2 separate regions of the Sus scrofa genome follow, and region 2 is linked to region 1. A link is a contact called in public Hi-C data. All regions are on one chromosome and are shown on one strand. The core of a region is the stretch at or near the end of the contact, and the rest is flanking DNA. Distances in the headings are between cores, read along the strand shown. Region 1 holds the start of TRMU (mitochondrial tRNA-specific 2-thiouridylase 1). Region 2 has its middle 18 kb from the start of WNT7B.

Evidence for each region. A called contact is a pair of places that touch in the nucleus more often than the background predicts.
Region 2: a contact with region 1 is called in a Hi-C map of retroperitoneal adipose tissue, with 2.6 times the contacts expected there. A contact is called at or near these places in 13 of 47 Hi-C or Micro-C datasets (embryonic fibroblasts, epiblast stem cells, fetal heart ventricle and 8 more) and 1 of 2 datasets of targeted methods (skeletal muscle).

What each region holds. Positions count from the first base shown.
Region 1 is chr5:3,220,781-3,228,166 of Sscrofa11.1, reverse strand. It overlaps TRMU (mitochondrial tRNA-specific 2-thiouridylase 1), which reads left to right and starts at 3,785. Exons shown (of 10, transcript XM_021091375.1): 1 at 3,785-3,935. The coding sequence starts at 3,854. GTSE1 (G2 and S phase-expressed protein 1) reads left to right here. Exons shown (of 12, transcript XM_021091376.1): 12 at 1-354.
Region 2 is chr5:3,499,542-3,506,927 of Sscrofa11.1, reverse strand. No RefSeq gene overlaps it. Among named protein-coding and RNA genes, the nearest start is that of WNT7B, 18 kb to the left of the region's middle.

The sequences.
Region 1 (7,386 bases), core at 2,536-5,035:
AGGCCAGTGCCTTCACCACAGGCAGCCCTAGTGTGGCTTTCAACCCTGAGATAAAGTTGAGAAGAGGTGGTTTTGGCAAAGGTGAAAACACAAACATCTAAGTGAAGTGGCCATGCCTGGAGTGGGGCTGTGGGATCCAGGGTGTTGGCCACCTGAGGTCACTGCTGGCCAGGAGCTCCTGTTCCCACGCCCGCCACACCCGCAGGAGCGAGGAGCTGCAGTGGCTCTAGGTGAAGAATTTGTTTGGAATCTTTTGTACGTAAAATAGCAAGTGGCTATTTTTAAAATTAAGTGTGTATGAAAAGTTAAATATTCCAGGTTTAAGTTAAATTGTAAAATAAAATGTATTAAAGCTTATCTGGATGTTTATCTTGATTTTCAAACATGCATAGCTATTTTTATTACTAGTCAGCATGCTCGGTTTATATTATCCAAACTTTCTTTCTACAAAAGTGATTTTCAGAATTTAGTGTGGATAAAAATTGGTTTAAATGCAGATCCCACGCCCCACCCCCAGGTCTGGGGCAGGCCTAGTGTCCTGTGCTTTCAGTGGGCACCCAGGTGACGGTGGCGAGATGGGTTCCAGAGCTTCCCTTAGGAGGAGGCCGCTCCAGGAGGTGGGGTGCAGGACGGAGGGGGAAGCGTGGGAACGAGGGGCTTATCCGAAGGCTGGACCGCTGGCTGTAGCAGCGCCCCTGGTGGAGGCCAGCAGGGTCATGGCCTGTGGAACCCTTCTAACTTAGTATCTGCTAAAAACAGCTAGCCTGGAAGTCACTAATCCACAGAGATCCTTTGTTTTAATTTAATTTTACTTTTTTAACGGCCACCCCTGTGGCATAATGGAAGTTCCCAGGCGGGGAGTCTAATTGGAGCTGCAGCTGCCGGCCTACGCCACAGCTCACGGCAACGCCGGATCCTTAACCCACTGAGCGAGGCCAGGGATAGAACCTGCGTGCTCACGGAAATAACATTAGGTTCTTAACCCACTGAGCCACAACGGGAACTACCTTATTTTTTATTGTACAGCCGCACCAGAGGCATATGGAAGTTCCAGGGCCAGGGATCGAATCCAGCTGCAGCTACAGCACTGGGCTGGGGATCGAACCCGTGCCTCCATAGCGACCCAACCACTGCAGTCAGATTCTTAACCCACTGCGCCACAGCAGGAACGCCTATTATTTAATGAGGAAATTTCTCAGTCTTAGTTCAGTGGCTTCACAGCAAACAGTAGAAAAGCTGCTAACTGGACCGGCTTTGGGGTCCAGTGTTCCCCACATGAAACCAGGGGACCTCTGTTCGCACCAGGCTGGGGGCGGGGAGCTGGTTGATTCGTGTCAGCAACGCACAGCAGCATCACTTGGGACGGCCGCTCCCGCGGTACCAGGGGCAGACAGGTGAGCACCAGGGACCGCACCGCTGCGCCTGGAGCCAGAGCTTCACCTGTGAAGGCGGCGGTGCTCGGACATGAGTCCCCAAGGAGGCGTCCCAGGAAACCAGAGGTTCGATGCCAGCAGGGCCGCCTCCCCCAAAACCTGGAACTGCATTCACTCATTCAACCAGCATATGTGGAGACAAGCACGAGGCAGGCTGCATTTCAGCGGGGGTCGCCGCTAGGGGGCGCAAAGCTCACGCATCGTCCAGCGTTTGCTGGGAGGGAGGGAGCAAGCGGGCTGGGGCGGGCAGTCCACGCGGGGGCTGAGCTGGGCCCCTCCTCCTCCCCGGCTCCTCTCATTGGGGCCCTCCCCTCCCGCAGACTCCTCGGGAGCAGCCAAGCTCTCCTGGGGGCCACGGTGCGCTGTCCCATCTACAAGGGTCCCCGGGCAGGACGGCAGGAACCCTGTCTCTTCAAACAGATAGGAGGAGGTCCCCAGAGCGCGTTGGGTAACCAGGGCCTGCTGCGCCCTCATCCTTACTCTTCTGGAAAAAGAGCCCTTGCTCTGCTTCCTACAGGGGCCGTGTCCATCGCCGACCACGGAACTCACTGCTCTCCGCACCGGTGGCCCTGATGTACCACCAGTTGGCAGTTCCTGCTTCTTGTGTCAGAACTGGGGACTTGGGGCTTTCCTCATTTCACTCCAGGCTCTTGAAATTATTCATATTCTCAAAAAAATGACTTGCCTTAATAATTATCCACATTTAGACAAGTACGGCCGCTGTGAAGCTTTTAAGAAACTGTTAAGAAATCAATGGGTTTTTTTTTAGAGCCGCACCCATGGCATATGGAAGTTCCCAGGGTAGGGGTCAAATCTGAACTGCAGCTGCCTGCATACCCCACAGCTAGAGCAACGCAGGATCCGAGCTGTGTCTGTGACCTACACCACAGCTCGTGGCAACACCGGATGCTTAACACTGAACGAGGCCAGAGATCGAATCCACATCCTCGTGGATTCTAGTCGGGTTCATTACTGCTGAGCCATGAAAGAAACTCCAAAACCAATGTGATTTTAATGCTAAGCTTTGGGGTGTGTGTGTGATCAAAAACCATCTGCATTTGGAGTGCATTTCCTCCCCTGCTGTTCTCAAACGATGGTTCAAATCCTACCTGAAATCAACACGGTGACGTGCACCAAGTTTTTAAACGTGAAAAAGAATGAAATGAGAAATAACAGGTACACAGCCCACTGCGAGGGTAAGAAATGTTCCCAGATGTTTTTTTCTGTACATATGTTACAGGGTGGCGCGTCCTCTGGGCTGCCCTGTAAATTGTGACTGTGAGTTGAAGTCGAAAAAGTTGAGCCACTGGTTTAACAAATGCCTGTATCTTGCACACGTGGACCGGAGCCTCTGGGGTCAAACCAAATCCCAAAGTCCTCGGAGGCCTGTGGCACTCTTGGTTTGAGCTGTGTCATCCTGACCACACTGACGGCCCCCTCCTCGCTGTCCCAGCCTCTCGCCCAGTCACTGGACCTCCAGCCAGCTCGGCTTCATCAAGGTCTCCTAGCTGGGCCTCTTTGCTTTCCTCTACACCCGATTCCCTTCCCACACCCTTCTATTAGGCTCAGCGAATGTTCCTAGGTGCAGGCTCCCCTTGACTCCCAGCCTCGCTTATTCCTGCAGGAACAGACGCATCTCCGGAGGCGCATCCCCAGTGCAGCTCACACGGTGAAGCTGATCTCGCCGGCCCCTTTGGTCCTCAGAGAACACCCCTCAAGACAATATCATCAACTCCTCCATCCTCTTTCTCATCCCCCATGTCCATCCCACCAGCAAGGGCTATAGATTTTACGTCCGAACACGCATCTTTCTGTCTCCACCACCTCCTTCCCAGACGGCTGGGGTCGTGACCTCCTAGCCAGGCCTCAGCCCCTGTCCACAGCGCAGCCGCGAACATCTTCTAGGAACTTCACGAGGATGGCCTCGCGGCCTGGCCCTACACCGTCCCCGAGGCCCAGGGCCTTTGGGCGAGGCCCTCCGCTTGCTATTCTTTTTTTCCTCATTAGCTAAACCCTGACCCCCCTTCCAGCAGAACCTCGCTCAACCTCAGGGCCTTTCGTTTACCAGCCTGTCTACAGGGCGCCCGCCTAAGCCGCACACGCCTGTGGGTGCTGGGAGCACAGCCGCGAACCACGCACGCAGACGCACAGACACACACGCCTGCGCCTCACGGTTCGGGCGCGCTAGACACCAGCTCACCAAGGAGGCGGGAACGGAGCGGGGAGGGCGTTGGGCGTGGGCAGAGACCCCGCCTCCGAGGGGACCCCGGGGACTGGCCCGCCGAGCGGAACGCCGGACGACGAGCACGCGTTTCCGGCCGGGCCTCATCTGCGCGCGCCGCCGGGGGCGGGCCTTCCGGCGCGGCGCGGAAGCGGCGGCGGCGACAGCGGCGGCAGTGGAGCAGGTTGGCAGCACTCAGATGCAGGCGGCGCGGCACGTCGTGTGCGCCCTGTCCGGCGGGGTGGACAGCGCGGTGGCCGCGCTGCTGTTGAGGCGGAGAGGTGAGGTGGCCCCTTCTCGGGAGTCCTGCCCCGTCCCGCGGGCCTTGGGTGGCGCCCCGTCTCAGCTGTGCGTGGGGCGCTGTGGGACCCGGGTCCTCGCTGTGGCGCCCCGGCCCCTCTTCCTCTGCCTGGGCGTCGGGAGAGCGCGCGACGGCAGCCGGGGCAGTCGGGCCCCGTAACCGACGCCGTGGAGGGTGGATCTCCGACCTGAGGGCACCGCGTTTTTCCCTGACCCAGCGCGCGGGGTCATGGCGGCGGCGGCGGCGTCCGCACTTAGCCAGGGGCGGGCGCAGACGTGAGCGGCGCTGACCTCTGCGGACACAGCAGCCTCCGTCGAGGGCCTTGTCCTTACGATAGACGAAGGGACCGTCAGCAGCGTGTGCGACAATACCGACGGGCAGTCTGCTTATTTATTTATTTTGCTTTTTAGAGCAGCACCGGCGGCATGTGGAGGTTCCCAGGCTGGGGGTCCAATCGGACCTGCAGCCCCCGGCCTACACCGCAGCCACAACAACACCGGATCCGAGCCTCATCTGTGACCTACACCGCAGCTCACGGTAACACCGGATCCTTAACCCACTGAGCGAGGCCAAGGATGGGACCTTCAACCTCATGGTTCCTAATGGGCTTCGTTGCCGCTGCTGCACAAGGGGAACTCCCAGTCTACTTGTTAAACCATGTCCATGTTCTCCATTGAATGGATGGCAGATTTCTGTGCAAAAGCGCTTGTATTTCTCAGGCGTCCAAAGGGTGCCTCCAGCCGAGATTAACTGCCTGGGGATATTCTCCATGTGTGTGGCCCTCCCTCACTGTGAGGCCTCGCACACACCTAGTGACGCTTGTGGACCCTCTGCTGTGAGCCGTGCTGGAGACTCCGAATGCAGCGTGGATGGGAGGTGCCCGACCTGGGACACGTGGCTTAAGCTCTCCCTGTCAAATGCCTACCTCCCAGAGTCACTGAAGTATTAAGTAACAGCACATATAGCAAGTTTGCACAGTGCATATTAGGCACTCGGAAAAACAGCAGAAACAAACCTGACTAGTATCCATGAGGATGCAGGTTTGATCCCTGGCCTTGATCAGTGGGTTAAGGATCCAGCGTTGCCATGAGATGTGGTGTGAGTCGCAGATGCAGCTTAGACCCCGAGTTGCTGTGGCTCTGGCATAGGCGGACAGCTGTATCTCCGATTGGACCCCTAGTCTGGGAATTTCCATATGCCGCAGGTGCAGTCCTAAAAAGTGGGAAAAAACAAAACAAAACCAAAACTAGTCGTGGCTATTCGTTCATATTATTAACAACCATATCTGTTACAAAAGGTTTAATAAGTGTTAATCAGAAGTGCAGGAGTTCCCATCGTGATGCAGTGGTTAACAAATCCGACTAGGAACCATGAGGTTGCAGGTTCGATCCCTGGCCTTGCTCAGTGGGTTAAGGATCCGGCGTTGCTGTGAGCTGTGGTGTAGGCCGGTGGCTACAGCTCCAATTAGACCCCTAGCCTGGGAACCTCCATATGCCGCGGAAGCGGCCCAAGAAACGGCAAAAAGCCAAAAAAAAAAAAAAAAGAAAAAAAAAAAAGAAGTACAGGCAGGAGTTCTTGTTGTGGCGCAGAGGAAATGAATCTGACTAGGAACCATGAGGTTGCACGTTCAATCCCTGGCCTTGCTCAGTGGGTTAAGGATCCGGCATTGCTGTGGCTGTGGTGTCGGCCGGCAGCTACAGGTCCGATTGGACCCCCAGCCTGGGAACCTCCACATGCCGCAGGTGTGGCCCTAAAAAGACAAAAAAAGCCAAAAAAAGCCAAAAAAAAAAAAAAAGAAGTACAGGCAGACTGTAAGCGTACATAATTGTGAGGAAGGTTGGATCAACAGGTCACAGAGGTGGTGGTGTTTGAGCTGAGACTGTTGTCAGACCCATGTCCAGGGAGGCCACACCAAAAGCTTGAGTTTGGAACAGAGAAGGGCTAATTAGGGCAGGACCTGGAAGTTGGGAGACCTGGACTCGTCCCAAAGCCGTGGTTACAGGACTTGGAGGAAGAGTAGGATTTCACTGAGCAAAGATCCGGAGTCGTGACGTGAGGAGGAGAGCACATCTGGCCGAGCCAGCACAGGGCAGAAGCCAGAGACACGAAGGTGTCGGCCAGGTCTGGCCAGAGGCAGGTGGAAGGGGAGGAGGGTGGGGGCAGGGTTGAGCCCCGGTTAGGGAGCGAGTTCTGTCAGATACCCGGCCGTGTCGGGTGGCAGTGCAGCGTCCTCTGACGGGGCCGGGACGTGTCGGGGGAGACGCGGGACACTGCGTCCATTAGGAAGGTGAGCGCGCCTCCTCCTCGGAGCCCAGATAGTCCAGCTTCCTTGGGCCTTCCTGCTCCCATGGGGAAGCCGATGGACGTAGCAGAAGAAAGCCTGGTCCTCTCTGCTTGGCCTCCAGGTCTTTCCCAGTCTCGCTGGAGGCGCACGTTTTGTCGTGTGCTCCTGGGGCAGGCAAGGTGTTCCAGTCCCATCCTAGACTGCCTGAGGCCGTGCGCTTGCAAGTGGGTCACATCTCCGGGAGAAAGATGAGGAGATAGGTGAGGCTGCACAAGAGGGGATTTCTTTATCTTTTTTTTTTTTTTTTGGTCTTTTTAGGGCTGCACCACGCATATTCAGGCTAGGGGGGAATTGGAGCCATAGCCACAAGCCTATGTCACAGCCACAGCAGTGCTAGGTCCAAGCTGCATCTGTGACTTACACCTTGGCTTGCTGCAAAGCCAAATCCTTATCCCACTGAGCGAGGCCAGGGATTGAACCCGCATCCTCATGGATACTAGTCAGGTTCTTAACCCGCTGAGCCACAGTAGGAACTCCAGGAGAGGGGATTTTTAAAGCGCTGGGTGTGGAGTTGTATGTGTGCTCTGTTAAGCTCTTGTTCTGGTGCTGGACACCGGGGACATGGCTGGCTGAGACGCAGCAGCGCCTGTGGTCAGAGGGGGTGGCTCGGTGCTCTAGTGAGGGGCTGGGGGCCACTGGCCGGCAGTGCTGGAGCCCAGCGTGCTTTGCGCTGTAAGAGAAGCAGAGTCGGGGGGTTTGGGAGGCAGGGGGGGGGGCCTGTCGCCTGCTGGGGTGGGGGTCGTTCTCCATGTGGCGTTTTAGTTTTGGCAAAGCTCTGTCACTGAATCTCTGTTTTCTGGAGACCATTTTAAACCTTTTGCAGCCAGATGCCCTGTCTTTGATTGCATTGAGCCTTTACCCCAAAGAAACAGATTTCTCATAGGTGGTGGGCACCTGTGCAGCGCTGAAGTTGGTCTCGGAAAAGGGAAAAAATAAGTCTCAAAATATATAGAGAGGACAGCTCTTAGAGTAAAACAAGCCCCCCTCAATTTTTTTTGACGGCACTTGTGGCGTGTGGACGCTCCTGAGCCAGAGAGCGAACCCACGCCGCAGCAGTGACCAGAGCCGCTGCAGCGACAATGCTGGA
Region 2 (7,386 bases), core at 2,423-4,922, 280 kb before region 1:
TCGGTGCTGTGGGGACGGTAACAACATCCGGGAGAAGTCAGAGGTCTCCGCCCTTCCCCCACCCCGCCCACTGTGCTCCCCGCCCTTGTCGTCCAGGACTCACGTGGCCAGGTCTCTGAACCCAGGCAGCCCCCGGTCCCCCCAGTTCTGGGTGCCTCCTGAGTCCCGACCACCCCCAGCAGTTCCACCAGAGGGCGCTTTGCGACCAGGAAAGGATGCGGCCGTGGTACCCGCGGTGCGGAAGGACACTGGAGGGAGAGACACATGGAGGCCTGTGACCCCGGCAGGTCCCCCCGAAGGGGACCTGGGGGGCTGCGGGGAGGATGCTTGAGAGCCTGGGGAGGGCTTGGGTGCATCACCCCAGGCGGGGAGACCTAGGCCCGACGGCCCCGGGGAGAGATGAGGAAAGGATTTGGGTCTAGGGTCCCCAGGGGCCTCAGAGGCCACTTACGGCCCCAGAATTGCCCTCTGGGCGGTTGGGGGTGGGGGCACAGAACGGGCCACAGCAGAGGCCAGCCCAGGCCAGGGGCTGGGTAGGCGTGGTGGGCGGGTCACCCTTGTGCTTTTCCATTCTCGCCTGGTGGACGGCGGAGTTTCCATTTGCCGCCGAGGGACCGGCTGCTGTGGCCGTGGGCGTGGGCCTCGGCCCTGCCCTCTGTGTCCTGGGAAACGCCCCGCAGGGGGCCTGCAGGTCACAGACCATGCCTGGCTTTGAGGACACCAAACTGCTGTCCACAGCGACCAGTAAGGTCACCCCATCGCCAGGGCCCCAGTCTCTCCTCTCCTGCTATTTTCCCTTCGGCTTTATTATTATGATTCCTTTAGCCTCCTGGTGGCCTGACGGGGTGTCTCACGCTTCACGTCTTTTGATGGCGAATATACACTGAGCTCTGCCTTTGAGGAGTTCAGCGTCGGGGGAGACAGCCCAGAGCCAACCTACACCCCCGGTGTCAAGGGCAGCCACAGAGGCAGCGGGTAGGGAGAAACTGGTACCTCCAGGAAGCTTCCAGAGGCATGAGGGCCAGGGTGAGCTGGCCAGCAGAGCAGGTGCGGGGTCTAACGTGCTCCAGAGTGGGGGGGCGCCCAGGCAGGGTGGCCCCCCCAGACACTCACACAGAGACACGTCCACACACACAAACTCAGACACTCAGAGACACACACGGAAACACACAAACACAGACACACAAACTCAGACACTCAGAGACACACTCACACGGAAACAAACACAGACATACTCAGACACACACACAAGCTCAGATACACACTCAGACATAGACACACAGAGACACACACTCGGACACACCCAGAGACACACACACACACACACCCACTCACTCTCTGAGGACTGGGGACTGTGCTGTGTCCCAGCTCACTCACTCAGCCGTCCTATGTAGCCACATCATGAGGCCGTCTAGGTACCAGCGTCCCCACTGAAAGTTTTGGAGCTACAGGAATAAGCAGAAACGTAGCACCTTTCCCTTGGCAAAAAAAACCCAAACATGAAGCCAAATCTGGCAGGAGACAAACGCCAGGGGAGCTGCACACACCGCCCCGTGCAGGTGGGAGGCAAAGTCTCAGAGCCAGAGAGTCCCGGGGGGCTTCCCGAGGCAGCGCCTCCCGCCAAGTGAGCCAGGACCCTGGGGAGCCGTGTGGCTGGGCCTGGGCGGGTGCTGAGGCCTGGGGACCGCAGGCAGGGGGCTGAGCCTGGGGGCCTGGGGGGTGGTCTGTGCACGGAGCTGGGCTCAGGAGGGGCAGCTCCGCTCTCTGAACCCTGAGTCTCTGGCTCTCGGCTCCTCCCATCGGCTCAGTGGCAGCCTCCTGGCCCGCAGGCCTCGTGGCTGGGCCGGGTCCTGTTGGGGAGCCAGGCCTGGGGTCCCAGAGGCGGGGGGCCATCAGTGGCTTTGACCTCCACCCATCACTGGCATGCCCTGCCCCCAGCTGCCAGGGCCCCGACCCCAGAGAGAGCAGAGGGGTCTGTGGGCTGGCCCCCAGGTATCCACCTGGAGAGCTGTCGCCTACGGCCCAGGCTAGGACACAGCGGGGCTCCTGCGGTGGCCCTGCCTTCCTGCAGGGGTTGGTTCCAGGGCTGGGAAACCACGGAGATGAGAGCATAGGGGTACGGCTTCACAGAGGCGCACAGACAGGGGGTCAGGGGCTGGGGGATGCGAGAGCAGAGCCCGGAGCAAGTGGGGTGGGGGGCTCTGGGGAGCTCGTCCACGGTCCCACTGGATCCAGCAGGGACCCCATCAGGCAGGTCCCAGCACAGGTTCAAGCCTGTTGGGGCGGGCGGACAGCAGGTGAACCCCCGACAGAGTAGCCGCCGTGGAAGGCCGCCGGCGCTGAGACCAGGAGGAAGCGGCCTTGCAGGGGCCTGGAAGCAAGCGGCCGGCAGAGGGCACAGCCAGTGCCAAGGCCCGGCAGTAGGCAGCCGCTGTGCAGGGCCGAGGGCAAGGGCGGCAGGAGAGGGCAGGCAGGAGGCTGAGATCCTCTGACGTCCCCCACCCCACCTCCCAGGCAGGGGCCAAGGGCCTCTTGTCATTTTAAGGCTGAAAGGAATCAGTCTGTTTCAGCTGGAGGCACCTCCTCTGGGAATCTGGCGCCTAAATCACAGCGGCTGGCGGCGGGTTCATTCCAGGACACGCTCTCTTCTGAGTTCCGGCTTCCTGTGTGGCTGAGATGGGGGGGGGGGGGTCTGGCCCGGGGCCACCCTTCCCCACGCCAGCGCATTGTCTGCCCCGCGGCCGGCCGGAAGCGGCTCCTGCCCAGGCGGGCGGGGCCTTGGGGACCGTGAACCCGGCTCCACAGCTGCGCAGAGGCCGCCCAGGCCCCCGCACACCCGCCTCCGCCTCCACCCACGGCTCACAGCCCTGGATGGTGGGATTGGGAGAGGGCAAGCCACCAGCCCCCAGCCCTGCCCCAGGGCCACCCCGATCCTAAAGCGAGGGGGCTGGAGCCCCCCAGGCTGGGGCCCCCTCCCTGTCCTTCTGGCCACTCAGCTGTCCCCATAATCACCTCTTCAACCAGCTGGGGAGTGACAACCCCACTGCCTGGTCCCCTCTCAGCCTGGACAGAGGGGAGAAAGCTAAGATCCCACCGACAAGTGAGATGACTCCAAGGTGGCCACAGCCCCCCCACCCCACCCTGGAGGAGAATGGTCCAGTTCTCAGGTACCCAGCCCTGGGCCCAAGGGACCTTGGACCTTAGACACCAAGCGCAGGGGCTGGTGGGTGGGCCAGTGCAGAGGTCAGACCTGGGAACGCGTAGTGTCCCCTGGTCCCCATGGCACGCACCCTGGGCTGCAGCTGCAAGGGCCGAGAGGCCCCCTCCTCCAGGCAGCCTCTCCTGATGCACCTCTTTCCCCCCAAGGCTCTCACAGCCCCCAGACTTTTTCCATCATCCTGCCTCTTGCCTAGACTGACTTCCTTGGGACAGAAGCCTGGGGTGCCTGCAGGGCACTGTCTCTGAAAAGAGGCGAAAGCTTAGCAGTGGGGGTGCGTGGGTACTTTTGCTATGCGCTTCCTGCCTTCTGCACTCAGAAGCCTGGGGACCAGGCCAAGAATCAGATCAGGAGGAGAAACAGAAGTGACACCGGCCGCCGCCCCTGTGCTGCGTGCTGGGTCTTCCATCCTGCAGCCTCTGATGATGCTCTGACCTCCAAGGCAACAAGCCCATGGGTGGAGGGGCAGCCTTGACACCGCCCATGAGAGGGGAGCCTTGACACCGCCATGAGATGAGGAGCAGGGATTTGGGCCCAAGCCAAGGGCGTGAGCATCCCAGGCCCTGCTGGCCTGTTTCCCAAGGACAGAATTCCATATCATTGAGGGGTGGGGACATCTAAAGGGCTGTGGGGCTGAGAAGCCCAAAGGAGGGAATCAGGGGTCACTTGCCCAGAAGGGATTGGGGGTACAACAAAGATGCCGCAGGACATGGCATTAAACGTGGAGGTGAAAGAAGGGAAGGCAAGGGCAGGGAGGAGTTTCCAAGTGGAGCCAGGGATGAGCTCGCAGCTTTCGTTCAAAGCTCCCCAGCAGCCAAGGCAAAAAGGGAAAGTGGAGATTTATACAAATAACTCCTCTATGCTTAGAGTCAGAGGGTGTCAGGTGTTTTTGTTTGTTTGTTTGTTTTTGTCTTTTTGCCTTTTCTTGGGCTGCTCCCTCGGCATATGGAGGTTCCCAGGCTAGGGGTCTAATCGGAGCTGTAGCCACCGGCCTACACCACAGCCACAGCAACGCGGGATCCGAGCCACGTCTGCGACCTACACCACAGCTCAAGGCAACGCCGGATCGTTAACCCACTGAGCAAGGGCAGGGACCGAACCCGCAACCTCATGGTTCCTAGAGGGATTCGTTAACCACTGCTCCACGACGGGAGCTCCAGGGTGTCAGGTCTTAATCCAGGACTCCCTCCTGGTGTCATGGGACTCAGGGTCTGTGTGACTTTCCTTCCATCCTATACACGTTCTGAGCAACCGCTTGGGCCAGACCTGGCCTAGGCTTTGGGGCTTCCGGGTGAAAGCCCAGGTCAGGCTGCTGGGGTGTGGTGGCCCCTGCCGGGCCCACAGCCTTGCTGGTCCGTGTACCTTGATGCACCTGACAATAGCCCAGTCCAGCACCCGTCACTCCCCCCACCGCACAAACAGGGAGGCGAAGGAGAGAGGCCCTCCCGCGTGCTCGGGCGGGGCTGAGTGTCTCTGGGATGCAGTCCCGCAGCTTCGGACGCTGATTTCAGCCCACAGCCCTGTGTGCTCGCTCTTCTCGGGCGACCCCCTGATCCTGTGAGCCCTGGGCTGTGGCCTCGTCGCCCCATCATCCCAGCAGGGTGCCTTGGATGCTGGGCCCGTGCTGGAGGACTTGCCTGACCCCAGGGCGCTGCCACCTCGGTCCCCCCACCCCACCCCCGGCCACTGCCCAGGCCAGGGCCTGCTCCCTGCAGGTCAGAAGGTGTCACTGGGAGAGAAGGTGGCAGTTCAGCACCGCGGTCCAAGGGACCTCGCAAAGATGCCAGGGCCAACCCATGACCTTTGTTCCAGGTGCTGGTTAGCTGCTGACAGGTCCCCCCGACAGACAGAGGCTTCTCATGGCCATTTATTACCCTTGGGGACTCCCGGGGCCCAGGGTTCGAATCAGGCACACGGAACTCCTCACTGGAGGTGGCCCAAGGGCTGGGATCTGGAATTTTTTGCAGGTGCCTGGCTCACGGGGTGCCAGCTGTGGGCTATGACCCCTCCACGCAGCTGCCCCTCCTCTACTGGGCCCTGGAGCCAGCGCCCAAGGAGCCAGGCAGAGGCTCGGGCATCATAGCCCAGCCCCTGAACTCACCCGGTGCCCCCCACACCTTCTACCCACACAGGCCAGACCCGGGGGCAGGGGAATCGGAGCCGCAGTGGGCGAGCGCCACAAGGCTCCAAAAAACACCCTCCTTTCGTTTGGCAGCAGGTGGCAAAGTGCGTCTGTGGCCGGAAAGTATGTGGCCGCTCCCACCCCCACCCCTGACGAGGGACCTTCCAGATCCGCAGTCTCCCTTCTCTGGGCACTTTGCTGCCCGCTTTCCTTTTGCCTGTGCGGACCCCGCTCGCCACTGGCTCCAGCTGCCCGGAGCCGAGCTGGACAGAGGGACGCGTCTCCAGGCACCCTGAGTGCTGGCAGGAGGCCCTCGGGCCTCTCCCACGGGCCGCCCCAGGCTGGGGACCCACACCATTCCTCGGCCCTCTGCCACCAGCCCCAGGGAACTGCCTATGCCCGGCAGCTTGTCCCCAGTGCTGCCCATGCCCTTGTCCCTCTCTTAGATGCTCCTCGAATGCCCCAAACCAAGCATGCTCTCTGCCTCCTGCTCACAGGGACCTCATCCCACAGAAGCCCCGGGGAGCGCGCTCCTGCTCCGAGAGGGTGGCCCCTGGTCCTGCGGGCCCCACGGGGCCCAGGCCAAGGGCCGGGCCTCCGCTCGCTGGCTTGGCCCACAAGCCTCCCACAGAGACATCCTGCTTTGAGCAGGTCCCTGCCCAGTGGTGGGGACAGGGCTGAGGGCTTTAACTCCAGAAAGGCCAGGCCCCTGGTGGAAGGGGGGGGACCCGGCGCCAGCTCAAACAGCTGAGTACACAGCCACCGTCACGTGTCCAGGCCCCCTGCAGCCTGGCCGCCCCCGCAGGCTGGAAGCCACTCAAAGCCAAGAGGGAGCTCTGTCCCCCCCACCCCAGCCCCCCTTTCCCAGCTTCTGGGTCCCCCAGCAGGCGCCCCTGTCTGCTGGACAGTGGGAGGAAGTGAGGGTTGGCTGCCCTGATGGGGGTTCATCCCCTGCCATCCAGACCCGGGTCTGCCCCTCTTACCCTGGCACCATCTGAGCCGCCCTGGTCTGCAGAATGGACGCAAACACTCCCTGTGTCACACGGCAAAGGAGGCAGTGGGTGTCAAAGGCCACGGAATTGGGGTGCAGGGTGGGGCCCAGGCTGGGGGAGCCTTGAGGGGCACTGTGAGGTCTTTCTAAGGGGGGGGAGCCATGACCCGGCCCGACCAGGGCTCACAGGGGACTCTAAGAAGCCGGCTCAGGTGGTGGACAGACGGAGGACGAGGGCAGGTCGGGGAGGCCCCGGGAGACCGGGCAGGGCTGGGCCGACCCCGTGCAGAGCCACAGCGGTGCCTTGGTGGGAGGCGGAGAAGCTTGAACTTGGAAGGTGGGGTGCATTCCAGCTGTGGCCTGGGAGGCAGGGGCACCCTCACTGTCGTCTTTCCTCAGGTCCCTGGAATTCAGGGACCCCACTCCCTGGTGCCCAAGGGCACAGCATGAGAACCACCCTTGTGGCATCCTGGAGAGACCAGTTTCCATTCAACCCCAGATAATAAGGTCTCAGCCTCCCTTGGCACCCCCGGCCTGGACCTCAGAAGGGAGACGCCGCCCTCAGGGGTGATGGGAGCCAGGTGCCTCCTGTCTGTACCAGGCCCTGTGGCAGAGCTCACCTCGGCCTGGCCCACAGAGGCAATACGGCCATCGTCAAAGGATGGACAGGTGGCTTTTCCAGCCATTGGCCAGAGGGCCACTCACGGCGCCAACTCAGACCTTCTAGGGCCTGCCTCCCTGACCTGTCCCTGCGCCCCCAGCCCCTCTGCCTGGGAAGCTGCTCCGCCTCCTCAAGGCCGGGCCAGCCTCTCCCACCGTCCTTGTGGCCCCCTCTCCTGCTCCAGGCAGCCTGAAGGGTGATATCAGCCCATTTCCTGCCTCCAGGAGTTCCCGTGGTGGCTCAGCGGGTGAAGAACCTGACGAGAATCCATGAACCCCTGGCCTCACTCCGGGCATTAAGGATCTGGTGTGGCTGTGGCTGTGGGGTAGGCTGGCAGCTGCAGCTCCAATTCAACCCCTAGCCTGGGAACTACCATATGCTGCAGGTGCAGCCCT